Regions from separate parts of the Sus scrofa genome. Here region 2 is linked to region 1. Evidence: chromatin contacts called from public HiChIP or PLAC-seq data. All regions are on one chromosome and are shown on one strand. Each heading gives the region's core, a stretch centred on a gene start, on an enhancer-like site or on the middle of the called end of the contact. The rest is flanking DNA. Distances are from core to core; before and after follow the strand shown. Region 1 overlaps SCRN1 (secernin-1). Region 2 has its middle 78 kb from the start of PRR15.

Region 1 (4,389 bases), core at 1,000-3,499:
AGACTCTCCACCACTCTTGACATAGAAAGGGGCGGAGATGACGAGTGTGTGTTAACACGGCAGCTGGTGGTGGGACAGCGGCTTCATTGCTCCAGCCTCCCCTGTACCATAAGGGCCTCATTAACTGCATCGTCAATAGGCATTTGCACATGAAAATACTGTGAGTGCCAGTTGTCTTGGAAGTGACTTAGAGTCAGTGACTCCTTCTCCACAGCAGGTTAGCAAAGGCCACGCGAGCTGGAAGGGACTCAGGCCCCAGGCACAGATGTGGACACTGAGGGTCACAGGTTTCACTGGAACAAATCTTTTTTTCTACTAACTCCCTTGTGAGGGTGTGGGCCTAAGAGCATGGTGAGCTTTCTGCCCAGCAGTTCTGCAGATTCTATATGTAAAGTCACCGACGACGAGCAGGGAGAGGTGGGAGGAATATTTGAGCTGATGGAGTGAACAGCACCCGTTCACAGTGGCTTAGAGTTGCTGCGTTTCGTCCAGGTTTGGCCTGGGCTCTCCCTGCGGATGAACTCAGGTCTCCTCTTAGGTGGGGGCCGTTCTCAGAGCATCTGTGTACAGCTGCTGAGCAGGGAAGGGTGAGGTTTGAGGATGATGTAGGTACCTCAGCCCCTCCGAAGCCCACCTGCCGAAAGCCGCTCTAAAATCTCACCATAGGAGCTCCCTGGTTAAGGATCCAGTATTGTCACTGCTGTGGCTTGGGTCACTGCTGTGGCATGGGTTTGATCCCTGGCCGGGGAATTTCCGCATGATAAACAAAGTAAAAATTTCCACCACGTGGTCTCACCTCTGTGTGTTATGGAAACATTTCATCAGACCTGGCATGTCTGAGATACCCTAGGGGTTTGACCAAAAGAAGTCTAGTGAGAATAAATTACACAGAGGCCTGCTTTCATTATTATGGGCCAAAGAAAGGTCATGGATAACCCAGACAGACTTATGCCCTTACCCAGCCACTGTGCAGCGGGAAAAATGCTGGCTATTTCAGCTGTTAGGGACATTGACCTCAGTCCAGCAACCCAGGGAGAGTGAGAGTTGAGAGCAGTCTAATTGAGAGTTGCCGTGGCGGACGCTGATACATCACAATTGTGGTGCCACTGTTTTACCACTAGAGGGCGTGGCAGCCCTTCCGTGGCACAGCCTGGCAGACGCTCAACAGGGCTGGGATCCTTCCATTAGGCTTGTACACAGGTCTTCTGTGTACAGCTAAAACCCAAATAATCGTGGTGGACCGGTTCTTCGTGCGTTGGGATTTGTGGGTAAAGACAAGAAGAGGGCAAAGAATCTGCTGATGTGGCTGTACTCGCTTCTAGTGACTTAGATTAACAGCTTGAAATACGTAGTTGGATTTTGAGTGCACTGTTGCAGGGGAGATGTTTGTTTCTAAATGCTCCTAACAGACTCTGCTTTTGGAAAATGCTTATCATTACATGGATGCCTTCTTGACCAGGGATTGCTTTTCTGAAGGCAGTATGGGGAAAGTGAATGTTCAGGATGAACAATGAAAATCATGTTTAAAGGTCAGTATGTAAATAGCCTCCTAGCATACCTTGTGTGTATCCATTAAGACTTGGGGGAGGGTCAGGGGCTGTGCATGCCTTGTGCAGAAAGAAGACACGGCCGTGAAGGACAGAGTCTTTTCCGATCCCCCGCGTCCCACACCAAACATAAATAAGGTGGTTAGTTTTGGTTAGTAAGTGGGATTCACCATGGATGAAGGCTCATACCAGGGAGGGGCAGAAGCCCCAGTAAATTAGCAAAGCAGAAGTAGTACCTCTTTCGCTTTCGGAGGCGGTTTGGAATTTTAGGTGTATACTTGAAACTATGGTGATTTAGTGCCCTGTAACCTAAGACAGTGTTATTATTAGAGCCCTTCTGATAAGTGCTCTCCCAGAGCAGGTGTATGCCTATTAGACATTAGCAGTGAAGTTCCTTCACTATTGGGTGAATTATTACATATAAAAATAATTATCAACCAGGCAAACTACTTTGCTGCCTGATGTCATCCCACATGGGTACAGGTGTTACACAGCTCTGCCTGGCCCAGCAGGAAAGCCAGATGGGACCAGTGTGTCTGTTACGAAATCACTAACTGCATACCTGACTGACAGGCAGGCAGGTCATTTCTGGGGAAGGTCTCCAGCTGGGCTCAGCTTTGGGAGGAAGCACACAGAGGAAGGAGGGAAGGGAAGCCACCAAGCTGGCCGGTCCTCTCTGGAGGGGGAGGGGTGGCAGGTCACGTGACCTGCAGGCCATCACTGCCTTGTGCTTCCTTGCTGCCATGGCATTTCATTCCACACGCTCCTAAGTCCCAGATCCCCTCCTACGGTTTGTATCACATGTGCTTCTTCTGATTGAATCCAGATGTCCCGAGACGTCAAGGCTGATTTCTCGTGGGGATGTATCTGTACGTGTTTGCGGTCATGCTGTGAGAAGTTAAATGTGTGAGCTGGAAAATGCTATGGGCAGAGAATAATAAAAAGGAAAGTCTTCCTGTTTTCCTGCAGTGGGAACTGACTGTGTAGTCTTAACAGCCTTTTGTACAAATATCTGCAAACCAGATAACTTCCCCATCCAGCGCTTGTTCTTGGAATTGTGTCTAAATACATCCAGCATACAATAAAAAAAATACTGAAATGAATGCCCTGTGTCCTTGCGTATGAGTAAGTGAATAAGTGTGGGTGTCGGTCACAACATGGGAAATGCATCAAGGGGATGTTATTTTCTGGCTGGAATTTTTGGCAAAGTCAACCAGTTCAGCATTTCCTCCGTTTATCCATTCCGTGGATAAAATCACTCTTTAAAATAAGCACAAAACCGTAAGATACCACTTGACACCCATCAGGATGGTTACTATTTAAAAAAGGAAAATAAATGTTGGTAAGGATATGGAGAAATTGTAACTCTGCGCACTGTTGGCGGGAACATAAAACGGGGCAGCTGATATGGAAACTAGTATGGAGATTCCTCCAAAAAAATTAAAAGTAGAATTAGCATATAATCCAGCAATTTTACTTTTGAGTGGACCCCAGAGAACGGAAGGCAGGGTCTCCAGGAGGTATCTTTCCACCCATGTTCACAGCAGTGTTATTCACGATACCCACAAGGTGGAAGCACCCCAAGTGTCCATCAGGGAATGAATGGATGAACAAAATCCAAGCAATGGACTATGCAGCCTTAAAAAGGATGGCAGTTCTGGCCCATGCTACAACACGGATGTGCCTAGAGGACATTATGCTAAGTGAAATAAGCCACTCTCAACGAGTCAAATATTTGATTCCACTTTTTGGGGGTACCAAGAGCAGTCAATCTCAGAGAGCCGGAAAAGAGAATGGTGGCTGCCAGGGACTGGGGGAAAAGGGGAAGGAAGAGTTCCTGTTGAAGGGGTACAGAGTTTAAGGTTTGCAAGCTGCTAAGAGAGTTCTGGAGACTGGCCATATAACACCGTGAATGTACTTCTCATGACTGTGCCCTTGAACGTGGTCAAGATGGTAAGTTGTTTGTGTTTTTTTGGCTGCACCCATGGCACACAAAAATTCCTGGGCCAGAGATCGAACCAGAGCCACAGCGGGACAACACTGGATCCTTAAACGGCTGAGCCATCAAAGAGCTCTGGTAAGTTTGTTGTGTGTATTTTACCAAATTTAGAACAGTCATCAGAATGGCTGTTGTCATCTATAACAAACCTCTTTATTTTAAAGCCACAGCAGCGCCACTGGAGGAAAGGATGCCACTTCAGGAAAAAACCCAGCTCTCTCCCCTCTGTGACCTAGAAACGCCAGACTGCTTCCATGATTTTGTCTCCACGTGACAGGTAAATGCAACTAAATGTCTTGTTCGTGAAAACAGGACTTAACCACTGGCAACGTGTGACCTCTGTCAAGGTCAGAGTGGATGTCAGCCCTGTTTACACGCCAAGGAGCTGCTGACTCTTTAATCTTTTATTCTCAGCTCTTTTTTTTTCATAAACTGCAAGACTCCAAAGTTACCGAGAATGTATGAGTTGGCTAGGGCTGCCCTAACAAAGGCCTGCAAACTGGGTGGCCTCAACAACAAATGGATTCTCTCTCACAGTTTTGGAGGCTAAAGTCCAAGATCAAGGTGCTGGCAGGGCTGGCTCCCTCTGAGGGCTGTTTCGTGCCTCTCACCTGGCTTCCGGTGGTTACTGGCCATCCCCGTATCTCTTGGCTTGGAGAAGCATCGCGCTGGTCTCTCTCTTCCTCTTTGTATACGACCCTCCCTGTGTGTCTGTGTCCACATTTCCCCATTTTACCAGTCACACTGGACTTGGCAGGACCTCAGCTGACACCTGCAACAACTCTCTCCCCCTATAAGGTCACTTTCTGAGGTGTGGGGTTAGGACTTCAACACATGAACTTT
Region 2 (4,389 bases), core at 624-3,123, 120 kb after region 1:
GCCACCTCCAGAGAAAGGCAGCTGCTGAATATTCCCGAGAGCTTTGCTCCCAATGTCTCTCCCTCACAACAAGCCACATTCACCCCTGTTTTCCCAGGATGTCCTCCAAGAACTGCAGTCAGATTTGACCCAGATTCCTATGGAGACTTTGCTTTGCCCTGGGACCCAGTGCACATGAAAGTCTGTGTGCACCTTTTAAGAATGGGGTCTCCGTTTCCCCCAGTCCCGTGGAGCTCCTGTGCACCAGCCCCACTGGCCTTCAATGCCAGATGTTCCAGGGGTTCTTTCTCCCAGTGCCAGATCCCCACTCGTGAGAGTTTGATGTGTGGCTCAGAACTCTCACTCCTGTAGGTGAGTCTCTGTGAACCAGTTAGTTTTTAGTCTGTGGGGCTTCCCACCCAGGAGGTATGGGGTTGTTTATATCGTGAAATCGCCCTTCCTTCCTCTTGATGTGGCCTCCTCTTTGTCTTCTGGAGTAGGATGTCTTTTTTAAGGTTTCTGGTCCATTTGAGTGAAGATTGCTCAGCCTTTAGTTGTGAATTTTGTTGTTTTTAGGAGAGAAGTTGAGCTCCAGTCCTTCTATTCTGCCACCTTAATCCCATCTCCACATTTATTTTTAAGTAGAAATAAATTGTGGTGACTTTCTCAGGTCTCTTATTCCAAAGTCCTGAGTTGGGGAATTTGAAGGTGGGGGAGCACACAGCAGCATTTCACAAGCCAGCACTGGGGAAGCTGCTTAGTCCTGGGGATCCTCTATTTCCGTTATTGTCGGTGTAGGCCAAAACATCTTTCTGAGTGCAGGGATTCTTAACGTCAACTGTACACACTAGATAATAACCAGGCGGAAGAGCTGTGGAGCAGGGGGAGGTGTGAGAAAGGGGTGTGGTGCGGGGCTTCCAAACCCTCTCCCAGCAACACATTCCCTGAACCAACTCCTCTCCACCAACCTAGATGCTCCCCGTTTGATAACTTTTTAAAGTTGTTGGCTCTGGGAGGTTGAACTGGAGGCTTAGGTAGTTTGAGGATGAGGCAAATAGCTCAAAAAGTTTACCTCCCTCCCTCCATCATTCTAAGTATAATAGATTTATAAGCACCTCTTTTGAAATGTGAATACCCCTTGAAGGTGTTACATTTATGAGTAATTTCTCCTTTATTATGAATTACTATAGCTAGATAATTTCCTGTCTGCAATCAAGAACATTACGTCAAGAGCCGTGGTCCTGGATGGGGGTGGATGGAGGAAGAACGTAGGATGGTTTTGTAGAGTAGGGAACTCACTACAGGGTGGAAAACTTGTGTGGGGCCAGGAAGTCAAGAGCTTTGTGGATGGGGAAGGATATTAAAGAGAAGGCAGCTGGAGGTGGAATGCATGTCATAAAGTGAAGTGACATGGCGCCAGTCAAAGTCTTGGTGAGTTTAGAACTGGGTCAATGGCTGGTGAAAATAGCTACCTGAATGTGGTTGTGCTGCTTTGCTCCTGGATTGCTTTGGGTATTTACGGTGTGGACTGCCAATATTTTGCTTGCAGAATAAACTCAAGGCACTTCCCTAGATATCCAGCCCTCCCCACTTGAGTGGAGCCCAACTTCATGCTCCTCAATCACCACTGCCCTATCTGAGCTCTCTGTCTTGGTAAAAATTTTCTACCTCCACTCGGTGAGCAGGCCACTTTCCTGAAGGCCTTTATGAGAGGTAGGATCTTCCTCTGAGTCTTCAGGACAACGTTCCCGTGGAGAGAGTCAGGCAGGTTGTCCAACCAATGGCTCCATGTGCCCATTTGCTCCGCTTCTTAAAGAAATGAGGGCTCCCTTCCCTCTGGCAGCTTGTATCCCGTTTCTCAAAGACTTGCCAAGAGCTTGCAGTTGGTGATGTCAGACAAGCCTTTGCACAGCTGGTGTGGCTCCAAGAGTGCTTGGTGCCTATGTTCGGAGAGCTTATCACCTACAAAGTGTTCTCTTATTTGTGCTATGGGAAAATAGGCAACTGGGGGACAGAGGCTCTCCCCTCATAACAAACTCACAGCATGTCCAATTGTATGGCCCTGGCCCTGGTACATTTCTCTGGTACAAAGAGGCTGGAAGACTGCCAGTCTCTCCTTTGCTGCTCCTTGGCTTGTATGTTTGCTCCATAAGCCTGATCTTGAACCCATACCATGTAACAACGTATGTGGTATTTGCCTTTATCTCTCTTATTAGGGTGACTAACCACTTTGATTTGCTCCTGACTGCCCTCTTTTTAGCATTGAATGGTCTTCATCCCAAGAAGCCCTTCCATCTTAGCAGACTAGGACAACTGGTTACTCTAGTAAGGTAGATGAAGAAATGCCACATGACTGGCATCCAATGTGAGTAAAATCTGCCTGTTCTGGTTAGAGTCTTTTGGAAACAGTAGAAGTTATTGGAGCTATCCTCTTTGGGGTGAGAGTGTGTCACCTGGTTGATCCAGGAGGCCCCATGATGGTAGTATGATCATAGGATCTTTGCCTGCAGATCTTAGAAAATCTTGAATGATGGTTCTGCTAGTTCTACCATTAAATAGAAGCTACAGGAGATAAGACTGCTCCTTCACTCCTCTTCCTGAGTTTAGAAGTTATTTTGAGCCCTGCAGATCAGAAAGATGGGAGAACATAGAATGTCTTCCCATTCCCGGTCACCATGGGGAGACCAGGATAGACCAGTCCTTTAGATTTGCTACCTGCTGTTATGCCTTTTTGGGGGAAATCAGGCACATACTGAGGTGAAACTATGTTCAAATAGGAAACTAGGTTCGTTTTGAGCTTTATATAAGTAACAACCAAAAGGCTCTCTGAAAGTCTGAACTATTCATTTCAATGATAGGACCAACAGAAGTGGAATGGTTTCATCCCAGCCCTAACCTTGAGATATGATTCACATGTGTCCACAGAGATTTTCCCAAGACCATACATGCAAAGCAAAATGCCATGTTAAGATAGTATCCATGTTAAGACAGAATCCAGTTTAGCACATGATATGTGAAATTCAAGGACAGCACCAACTCTGACCATAAACCTTTATTTGAGAGAATACTGGGCAGGTGAAAATGAGGAGAATCTTCCCATTGGAACATGTCCTTATCTTTACTCCTTTGACCTGAGAATACCTAAAGATTGGAGTAGTATTTTTGGGAAATAGATGTCCCATCTTAAAATGGAATGTAGAAATATGAGACCTCAAAAAGCAGTGGTTTTGGTGTTCTTTAAATCCACGACAGAAAACAGAGGCAGAAAGAGATACTCTGATCCTGCCTTTGTTACTGCCTTCTGAGTCTAAGTTCAAGCTCAAAGAGTCCCTCTCTTTAGATTTGGTCCTGTTCAAACTAGGGCTGCACTGTTCCCCAGCAGTTTCAGAAAGATTGTGGTACATAAACCTCTCTGTCAGGATTCAGGACAAATACTACTTTTAGTTGAGAACTCTGGGTCACTATTTATGTGAGTGTTTGACCTGTTTGATCAGACTGTATGCATGATTACTTGTCAAACTGCTTAATTAGAGTGTCCATGCTTAAATATCAGCCCCATGAAGGGGCACTGACAGTCAATGAGCTTCCCTTGATAACTTCTGCTGTAACCACTACACTTGTCTGTATTCCTGGAAGCTCCCCGCACCTCTTATGCTAGCAAGGATTGTGCTGTTGAAGCAGAATTACTTACGAGGAGGGTATAAAGAAAATAGTCTCATTGTACAAGTGTAAATGCAGGCAAAGATGAAATGCCCATGACTACCAGTTCAGCAGTTGAGTTTGGATGGTCAAAAAAAAAAAAATCTAGGGGTGGGGACTAGACTTGATTCTTTTTTCTTTCCTTTGGCCAAACCCTCAGCATGTAGAAGTTCCCAGGCCGGGGACTGAACCTGTGCCATAGCAGTGACCCAAGCAATAGCATTGACAACACCGGATCCTTAACATTTAAGCTGCCAGGGAAATCCCTGGACTTGATTCTTGACTGTGCATCACAGGACTAAGTAAGGATGTGGTCACAATTATTGAACTGATTGAGGCTGCCATCCACACTTGGTGTGTGGCTCTAGATACTGCTGTTGCCTCTTCGTGTTTCTCTAGGAAGTAGACGAAAGCCACTTCTTTCACTTAACAGGGCATGTAGTATATCTTTATCACTGTTGTAAGGCTATTTGAGCTCCCTGAAAAGACGGTCTAGATCCTTAGCACAATGTGAACAGCTCACTGGGTTCCAGGAGTCTGTTCAATTTATGATAGCTTGGCATGCATGGTGTCACTGGAAGCTGCTTTCACTGTACTGAAAGCTGACCAGACCGTGGTGTCCGTGGACAGTGGGGCCCCAAATCAGAAGAGAATCTAAGACTCCACCTCCAATGTGTCTCTCCTGAGGGATACTTTGGTAGCAGCCCAGAG

The links. HiChIP or PLAC-seq counts read pairs in DNA pulled down with a chosen protein or histone mark.
Region 2: an H3K27ac HiChIP or PLAC-seq map of skeletal muscle shows a contact between it and region 1. The contact joins two enhancer-like sites. A contact is called at or near these places in 1 of 5 promoter capture datasets (liver), 20 of 47 Hi-C or Micro-C datasets (adipose tissue, alveolar macrophages, embryonic fibroblasts and 11 more) and 1 of 2 datasets of contacts at active chromatin or transcription factors (skeletal muscle).

The regions. Positions count from the first base shown.
Region 1 is chr18:42,985,277-42,989,665 of Sscrofa11.1, forward strand. It overlaps SCRN1 (secernin-1), which reads left to right. Exons shown (of 8, transcript XM_021078608.1): 8 at 1-2,650. Among named protein-coding and RNA genes, the nearest start is that of WIPF3, 38 kb to the right of the region's middle. Within about 2 kb of position 2,250, at least 24 of the 83 cell types and tissues checked have an H3K27ac peak or open chromatin away from gene starts, as enhancers often do. A contact at or near this core is called in skeletal muscle, where this site is marked.
Region 2 is chr18:43,104,503-43,108,891 of Sscrofa11.1, forward strand. No RefSeq gene overlaps it. Among named protein-coding and RNA genes, the nearest start is that of PRR15, 78 kb to the right of the region's middle. Within about 2 kb of position 1,874, at least 1 of the 83 cell types and tissues checked has an H3K27ac peak or open chromatin away from gene starts, as enhancers often do. A contact at or near this core is called in skeletal muscle, where this site is marked.